2 separate regions of the Sus scrofa genome follow, and region 2 is linked to region 1. Evidence: chromatin contacts called from public Hi-C data. All regions are on one chromosome and are shown on one strand. The core of a region is the stretch at or near the end of the contact, and the rest is flanking DNA. Distances in the headings are between cores, read along the strand shown. Region 1 has its middle 33 kb from the start of NT5DC3. Region 2 overlaps NT5DC3 (5'-nucleotidase domain-containing protein 3).

The links. Hi-C and Micro-C count contacts between places; a contact is called where the count stands out from the background.
Region 2: a Hi-C map of liver shows a contact between it and region 1, with 4 times the contacts expected there. A contact is called at or near these places in 1 of 5 promoter capture datasets (liver) and 2 of 47 Hi-C or Micro-C datasets (embryonic fibroblasts and liver).

Annotation. Positions count from the first base shown.
Region 1 is chr5:80,590,123-80,594,601 of Sscrofa11.1, forward strand. No RefSeq gene overlaps it. Among named protein-coding and RNA genes, the nearest start is that of NT5DC3, 33 kb to the right of the region's middle.
Region 2 is chr5:80,669,754-80,674,736 of Sscrofa11.1, forward strand. NT5DC3 (5'-nucleotidase domain-containing protein 3) reads left to right here. Exons shown (of 15, transcript XM_005664189.3): 11 at 2,517-2,598; 12 at 3,838-3,924. Among named protein-coding and RNA genes, the nearest start is that of NT5DC3, 47 kb to the left of the region's middle.

The sequences.
Region 1 (4,479 bases), core at 1,134-3,633:
CTAGTTTTTCAGTATAAAGTATGACATAACCAGTGATGGTGGTAATGCTGTCCATTTGAATAGGGCCTTACACAGTTACCGAACATATTCACATGAGTTCTTGTTAATATTAAGTTTTCTGAAATGAGTATTAATAGTAAGATACCTCATCAATAGCTCTCATTTAGAAGATTATAACTGTGGGAGTTCCCTGGTGGCCCAGTGGGCTAAGGATCTGGTGTTTTCCCTACTGTGGCTCTGGTTACTGCTGTGGCATAGGTTCAGTCCCTGGCTTAGGAGCTTCTGCATTCTGTGGGCATGGCCAAAAAAATATTATAAACAACTAGTTTATTTTTATACCTTGATAAGGTTTTGACAGAGGAGTGATTTAAGGTAATGACATTTAAGTGCCCCTGAAATAAATGTGCTAAACCAGGAAAGGAAATTGAAATTCAAGTCTCTAAACACAATGCCATTTGCAGCAACATAAATGAACCTAGAGATTATCGTACTAAGTGAAGTAAATCAGACAGAGAAAGACAAACATCATATAATATCACTTATATGTGGAATCTAAAAAAGGATACAAATGAACTTATTCACAAAACAAAAACAGACTCACAGACTTCAAAAACAAAGTTATAGCTGCTAAAGGGGACAGGTGTCGGGGAGGAATGGACTGGGGATTTGGGTTTGGCATATGCACATTATCGTGTACGGAATGGATGGTCAACGGGGATCTGCTGTATAGCACAGGGAATGCTACTCAATATTCTGTGATAACCTATGTGGGAAAAATAATCTGAGAAGAATGGTATGTATAACTGAATCACAGCAGAAATTATCACAACTTTGTAACTCAACTATAATTCAATGAAACCTAAAAAATTTTTTAAAATGTGTCAAATATAAAGTTAGATCTCTGGTCGCATTTGAATTCATGTGGACAATATTTTTAGGTGTTCATTTGGATTTTAGATAATATCTCCTTCGGGAGCTTTAATAGGTGCAAGACATGTTTATGTTACACCTATTTTCAAAAATTTTTATTACCGTGAACCAATAACCTGCAAAAACATTTTCCAAAATTTATTTTTTGCTTGCAGTGTCTCCAATAAATGTTTCACTCTAACCATCATCTTATCAGTGTTTAGAATTCCCTGGGAAATGTTGGAAGGCATGCGATCTTTGGCCAGTTCACTGTGAAATGAGCCTTTCTTGGGCAGGGGTCTGGGGGCTGTGCCTGGTCTCACACTGCATCTCTTTCATTTCGTATAGAGTCCATCCATGACAGAAATGTTTCTCAAAGTACAGAATGCTATCGGGGACTCTATCTTGAAATGGGGATGACTCAGAAGGGTTCCAGTATTTCCAAAAAGCATGGTCCAACCTGATAGAATTTTCACCTAGCACCTTAAAAGACAACCAGGACCTAGTGAAGCAAAAGGGTGGTGAGCACGGGCAGAGGACTTAACCTCTCGTGTTTCAGTGTCAAACTCCTGGGCTGTTCCTACCATGAAGGAAGGGAAACGGCTGTGTGTGTGTTTAGTTTCATTTGATTTTTTGTTGGACTGGTGGCTGTGTGTCAGTTGACCACGAGCATTCCTCCTGCGACAGGCCATCCTTTTAGAAGGTCGAAGGCTGTTATGATACGCTTCAGAAGAGGAGGCTTCGAGCAGTAAGGGGGCTGTTGAGAGCTTGACTGGGAAGCCAGCCTTTCTGGGTTCAAATCCCACCTTTCCACTTCCTTTTAGATACAAGACTTAGCCTTTCTGGGTTACAGTTTTCATATTTGTAAGAAAAGAATAAAAATAGCATCTACATTGCACATTATTGTAAGTCTAAAAGCGTTCATGGGAGACCCGCAAGCATTATTGTTCAGTATCTGACGCCCGAGGCTCCAATGGTACCACTCATTGGACAGAGACTAAGAAGGTCCAGTGAATGCAGCTACTAACCATTTTTGACCCTCTGATTTACAGTCTGACGAAACCGAGGACTTCTGTCATATTTAAATGGCTCTGTCAATTAACTTATGTTGCATAACAAATCATCTTCAAACTAATGGATTAAAACCAATAGCTGCTTACCATTGCCCACAGGTCCATGGGCCCCCTAGGGGATCCCCTTGGTCCGGGGTGGGCTTAGCAAGATCTGGGCTGGGCTCATGCAAACATCTGCCATCAGTTGGCAGGATCAGTGGGGCTGGCTTGTCTAAGAGGACCAGATGTCTGATGGCTGTCTGACGGGGTGACAGGGTGGCCGGGCCATGTTCCTCATCCTTTGGGAAGATGGCCCAGGCTGCAGAACTCTGAGCGGAGATCGGCCTGGGCTCAGAACTGCATGGCACCCCCTTCCACTGCATTCGATTAGTCACAGCAAATCACCAGGCTGCATTCAAGGGTGGAGAAAGAGACTCTGACCTCTGGATGGGAGGAGGTGCAGAGCGGCACTGCGAAGGGGAGCTGGGCACAGGTTGGTGTGGGGAATCCCAGCTGTTGTTACAGTCCACCGCCATGGCTATGGGATCAAAGGTCACCTCAGGCAAGCTGCTTGCCTGCTCTACATTTCAGCTGTGAATCCACTTGCGTAGTAATAGTTATCATTTGCTGCATGCTTGCTATGTACAAGGGACTCTCTGCTCACCATCTCTTTTACCTTCAGTGATAAATCCTGTGGTAGGTACTGCTACCCTCACTTTACAGATGAGGAAACCGTAGGTCGGAGCTGAAAGAAACTGTGTCAGCTCCCACAGCCAGCGTATCTGGAGCTGAGCATTCAAGCTAGGCCTCTCCAGCCTACAGCCTATCCGCATAAGTCCTTGTTGTGCAGAATCTCTTCTAGCATCAGTGTTTGTGAGCTCTAATCCTCTGTCTGTGGAGGCTGGCTTCTAAGTCATCATCCTTGCACAGGCAGGGCTGGTCATGGACATGCTGGGGCCTTGATGAGCAAAGGAAACCAGTGTGGGAACCAGGGACACTTCTGTGGATTTTGGGACTGGCCCCCTAAGCTGGCTGGGGTGTCCAAAGCGCAGAGTTCCAGGGAGTTTGGCAGATCTTGGCCTGTACGGACGAGTGTACCAAGGAGGCCAAACCAGCGGGTAGGCTGGGGTCCCAGTGGACAGGGATGCTTAGAGTTGGATCGGCGGCATTAGCAGTAGCCTTGATGGGAGCACACTGCACTTCTGCTCTCCGGGGTCAGGGGATTCAGGGTCTAGGCAAGCAGATATGGGTGGTGGGGGAGGATTCTAGGCTGACCAGGGCTCACATATTCAAAAACTGTTTACCTGGGGCAGAGTCCAGCAGGGTGAGCAGGACAGAGTCACCCATGCTGCTCTCTAAAGGAGCTGACTCACAACACACGAGGGAGCTGACAAATGCAGTGAGACTAAAGGCCGTGAGAGACGCACACAGGCGAGGGAGGCAGAGCTCAAGCCGGGGGAGGGACCACTTGTGAAAGGGTGGTCTAGGGGCCTCTTCGGGAGGGGGCATTTAAGCTGAGACTTGAGAGGCTGCAGGAGCCCCCTGTGGGTGGGGGTGGGCGGGAGGCGGTGAGGGGCCGTCCTGACAAATGGAGCTTCATGTGCAGCGCCCTGAGGTGGGAGAGGGCGCCGGCTTGTCCTCGTGATGGAAAGAAGCCTTTGGGACCTATTGTCTCACAAGGGAACATAATTCAATGTCCTGTAATAACCTAGAGTGGAAGAGAATCTGGAAAAGAAAAAGTATGTATAAAACCGAATCACTTTGCTGTACGCCTGAAACTAACACAACATTGTAAATCAACTCTACTTCAACAAAAAAATTGCTTTACAATTTTTATTTCTATTTTTTTTAGGGCTGCACCCACAGCACATGGAGGTTCCCAGGCTAGGGGTCGAATTGGAGCTGCAGCCGCCGGCCTGCACCACAGCCACAACAACGTCAGATCCGAGCCGCGTCTGCAACCTACGCCGCAGCTCACGGCAACGCCGGATCCTTAACTCACTGAGCGAGGCCAGGGTTCAAACCCACAACCTCAAGGTTCCTAGTCAGATTTGTTTCCGCTGCCCCACGACAGGAACTCCTACAAATTTTATTAAAATATGGTTGATTTATAGTGTTGTGTTAATTTCTGCTGTACGGCAGAGTGACACTGTCTACATATATATACATTATTTTTAAAAGAATTTTAAAATTAAAGTATAGTTGATTTACAATGTTCTGTCAATTTTTGGTGTACAGTAAAGTGACCCAGTCATCCATATATATATATATATATTCTTTTTCTTGTATTATCTTCTGTCATGTTCTATCACAATAGATTGGATATAGTTCTTTGTGCTCTCCAGTAAAAGTTTTCTTTTAAAAGAGAAACATTTGTGAACAAAGGACAGGAAGCAGCTGGGCTTGGATCCTGCGGCAGGAGGCGTTTAAATTTTATCAGTGTGAGGAGAAGCCTTGCAGGCGTTAGGCTGGGATGACATGGCCTGATTTCTGCTTTGAGATCACGTTTGCTGCTGTA
Region 2 (4,983 bases), core at 1,413-3,912, 80 kb after region 1:
CAAGCTTCTAATGTTACAGCATTTGACTTTTAGCCCTTCTAGCAGGTAATTTCAAGGCAGTGAGATGAGTACATAGCAGACAGCGTACACCTATTGAAACTTTTTTTTTTTTTTTTTTTGTCATTTTGTCTTGTTAGGGCCACACTGGTGGCATATGGAGGTTCCCAGGCCAGGGGTCGAATCGGAGCTGTAGCCGCTGGCCTACACCACAGCCACAGCAACTCGGGATCTGAGCAGTGTCTGTGACGTACACCACAGCTCATAGCAACACCGGATCCTTAACCCACTGAGCAAGGCCAGGGATCGAACCCACAACCTCATGGTTCCTAGTCGGATTCGTTAACCACTGCACCACGACGGGAACTCCTGAAATGGTTCTTAGTTCAGGCTTTAAGAACACGATTTTCAGCAATGAAACATCCAAAATTAATATCACTCAGTAAATTAGATCTAGGTACAGATGCATTGTGAAGCATAACAAAACAGCAGCAGCAAGAAACCACCTGCTGGGTATCTCCCTTTTTTGGGGGTGTGGCCACACCCTCAGCATGCCGAAGGAACTTCCCAGGCCAGGGATCAAACCTGAGCCATAGCAGTGACAGAACTGAGTCCTTAAGTGCTAAGCCACCAGGGAACTCAGGGTCTTAAAATGTCTTTTAACATGTGGACAGACTGGTTCACTGAAAGTCAACCTGCCCACTTGCACTAGATTATAAAAGAACTCATATTTGTATCCTAATGGCCTACTTCTAAAACACTTTTACCTGCGTTTCTCTATTCTGCAATTGGTAACCTTGCAGCCTTTCTCTCTCTGCTACGTGACTTAAAGCATCATAATTTGGTGCCTTATAGTCAGGGTTGAGTGAATTAAATTCCTCTTATAATGCTGAATTCCAGTTTTCCAAGTGTCCCAGTGACTCCTGGAAGACGAAGCAAACCTAAGAACCAGGTGCAGAAACTGACAATTCAAGAGAACGCAGGAAAAACTAGAGTATTGCTCAAAACCAGCAGTAAACGCTGGCTCACTGCTTGGTCCCTGCTAAAATGCCCTCTGCCTTTTCTTCTTAGATTCCAGAGGGCGGTCAGGGCGGGAGCCTCCTCTCCTTTCCCCGGGGACCTTCCTCCTTTGCCGTGTTTATACACAGAGGCCAGACGGTGTCTGAGACAGTCTCCCCGGGAGGGGCCCTGCTCAGCTGTGCCCCTCACTCTGGGTGCCCGGATTAAGAATCCTCCACCTCCGTCCAGCCCCGTTTTATTTGTCGTGATGAAGGTTAGAAACGACCGAAAGGAACATCCATATGAGGGGATATTATGCAGCCCTTAAAAATAAGGTGTTTGAAAAAAAGAGGCAGTGAAAAAAAAAAAAAAAATGAGTTCCCGTCGTGGCGCAGTTGTTAACGAATCCGACTAGGAACCATGAGGTGGCGGGTTCGGTCCCTGCCCTTGCTCAGTGGGTTAACGATCCGGCGTGGCCGTGAGCTGTGGTATAGGTTGCAGGCGCGGCTCGGATCCCGCGTTGCTGTGGCTCTGGCGTAGGCCGGTGGCTGCAGCTCCGATTCAACCCCTAGCCTGGGAACCTCCCATATGCCGCGGGAGCGGCCCAAGAAATAGCAACAACAACAACAACAAAAAGACAAAAAAAAAAAAAAAGAGGCAGTGAAAGTGTTTCATGACTATAAAAAGTGATGTGTGAAGACTAATCACATGGGGAGGAGCTCACAGCCTTGGAGAAAAGGAGATAGGGACCAGTATGTGCAAATCCCCCTGGTTTTATGTCCATAAGGAAGAGGAAGATCGAACAGTATCCACTGAGATGGTGTGTTTCAGAGTTCTGGAATCACGCGTGGTTTTCCTTTTCTTCATTGTATTTTTCTGCATTTTCCACTTTTTTTTTTTTTTTTTTTTTGCAGTGAGCATAGATTTTTCTAACAGAGAGGCAGTCCCAAGTCCATGTTACCCAAGAAAAGAAAAAGGACACATAAGCCTGGTGTTTTGTAGACTAGCACCCCCAGGGTGAGGAACGAGCCTTTATTCCCCACCCCCCGCCCCGCCCCATTTTCCATTAGAAAGTCATGTGCCCAGTTTTAATGTATTTTGTATCTAGATTGGGTGAATGTCAGGGCAAAGCTGGATAAATGTTCTAGCATTATCTCCATAAGCGGTGTGTGAAACAGTTTCTGCATGGCCACAGAAGTTTGGGAAATCTGGGTTAAAGAAAAGCTTCATGGGAGGGCTCTTCAGAGCCGTCAGTGGTTTTAAAGAGGGCCATACATAGTGCGTAGTGTTTTCCAAATTGATTTGACCCTGGAGTTCTTTTTCCACCAACCTCCTTTGGCTCCTGAGGTCCACAGTTTTTGGGGTATATTGCCCGAGGCCAGGGAACGTTGGTGGTGGGCTTTCGTTTTTGGTTGATGAAGCTCTTTGCTGTTCCCAGGAAGTAACTGTAATTTCTCACACAGCAGACAGCAGCTTGCGCTGCTCCCACGCGTCCTAATGTTTCCTCTTTCTGTTGCTAGACCTTTTCGAAAGGTGAATGAGAAAGGCGTCTTACTCTGGGATAAAATCCACAAGTTGCAGAAAGGCCAGATTTACAAGCAGGTATCTCGTGACCCATCTGTCCTTTCTGTTGCTGTGCTTTGTGGTCAGTTAGAAGGACAGTGGCTGACATTGGTGGAGGCTTGCCACGTGCCGGGCAGAGTTCTGGGTCCGATGCTGGAACTGTTTGTAATGTGGTGGCGGAATTTCAGCTTCAGTCAATAGTTTCAACATGCTATGTCTCAGTTCATTCGGCATCAAACAGTTTTTAAAAAACAAAATTTAAAGTATCTTCTTTTCATAGGATAAAAAATTCAAGATGCCAGTAGTGAACCTTGGAAATGTCTCTTTAAGAAGTATTAAAAAAAAAAAAAAAGTATTTAATCCCATGGCATTGTATTCACTCAAATGAGTAATTATTTCCTGATGAACTGTGTTTTATGTACGGTTTTGGTTTTTTTTTGGCCTCCCCCAGGGCATAGGGAGTTCCCAGGCCAAGAATCAGGTCTGAGCCATAGCTGTGAACGAAGCTGCCGCTGCGGCAACACCAGATCCTTTAACCCACTGTGCCTGCTGGGGATTGAACCTGTGGTCCTAGAGCTGCAGAGACACTGCCAATACTTTGGTGCCACAGTTTTGATGTATTTTGTTATCATATAAAGCTCTCCCATGTTTGAGTAAATGATTGAATTGCTGACCATTATTGTGTAATTGAAGTTAGTTTTTTTTTTAATCTCATAATTTTTTTATATCTGTGTAATATTTATAATACATAATATTATACTGTACAGTTTTTTTTTTTTTTTTTTAATACTGATACATTCCTGGTGGATAGTAACAAACTGCTGGATTTGGCACTAATATATTTTCCAGGCCTGAGAGATTAGTTTTAATACAGCCATTCCACTTCTAGGACATGAGCCTAAGAAAATTATTCAGACATAGCTTTGCTATAAGACTGTTTATTAGGAAGTTACTTACAAAGAGATAACAAATAAATGTCCAGCGTCAGAATTGGTAAGGTGAATCATGGGCGTTCTCAGCTCTTGAAAGCTGAGGGAATATTTATTGACGTGATCACAGAATGTTAAGTGAAAAAACTAGATTATTTCAAAGAGGTATATAAAATATGAATCCTTTCTGAAAATACATTTGACTTAGAAGAAAGGTCTGAAAGACTTCAGGTCAAGGTGTTTTCATATTTTAATATTTAAATGTAAATGCAGAAACATTCTTTTAAGTTTTAGATATCTTGGGCCTCTATCTGTCATATGCTATAACACCTCTGTTTTTCTATTGCAGGGCAATTTATATGAATTTTTGAAGCTTACCGGATGGAGGGGATCCAAAGTGTTGTATTTCGGTGACCATATATACAGCGACCTGGCGGTGAGGACACATTTTCCCTGTTGTTGTGTTGGGGTAGGATGTTGTTAGGCCCACTTATTGAGAAACTTGTCTTTTGTTTAAGACTGTTTTTATACTTTTCATAAAAATGAGTAGTGAACCACATTTTTTTTTTTTTTTTTGGTTTTTAGGGGCATACCTGTGGCATATGGAGGTTCCCAGGCTTGGGGTTGAATTGAGCTGTAGCCACTGGCCTACACCACAGCCACAGCAACAAGGGATCCCAGCCGCGTTGATGACCTCTACCCCACAGCTCACGGCAACGCCGGGTCCGTAACCCACTGAGCAAGGCCAGGGATCGAAGCTGTGGCCTCATGGATGCTAATCAGATTCATTAACTGCTGAGCCACAATGGGAACTCCCACATTTTTTTTTATAATTTCAAAAAAATTTAATGATTTTTATTTTTTCCATTTATAGTTGGTTTACAGTGTTCTGTCAGTTTTCTGCTGTACAACAAAGTGATCCAGTCTCACACACACAGAGACACACACATATGTATATACACAGTCTTTTTCTTGCATTATCCTCCATCATGCTCTATTACAAGTGACTAGATATAGTTCCCAGTGCTATACAGCAGGATCTCATTGCTTATTCATTCGAAATGCAATAGTTTGCATCAGTTAACTCCAGATTCCCAGTCCATCCCACTCCCTCCCCCTCCCCCTTGGCATCCATAGGTCTGTTCTCCGTGTCCATGAGTTTCTTTCCTGTGGAAAGGTTCATTTGTGCCATATATTAGATTCCAGATATAAATGCTATCATATGATATTTGTCTTTCTCTTTCTGACTGACTTAGTATGAGGGTCTCTAGTTCCATCCATGTTTCTGCAAATGGCATTATTTTGTTCTTTTTTATGGCTATGTAGTATTCCATTGCAAATACATACCACACGTTAATCCATTCATCTGTCGATGGACATTTAGGTTGTTTCCATGTCTTGGCTATTGTGAATAGTGCTGCAGTGAACATGATAAGAGATAAATGCATGTGCCTTTTTCAAGGATTTGTCTGGATTTATGCCCAAGAGTGGGATT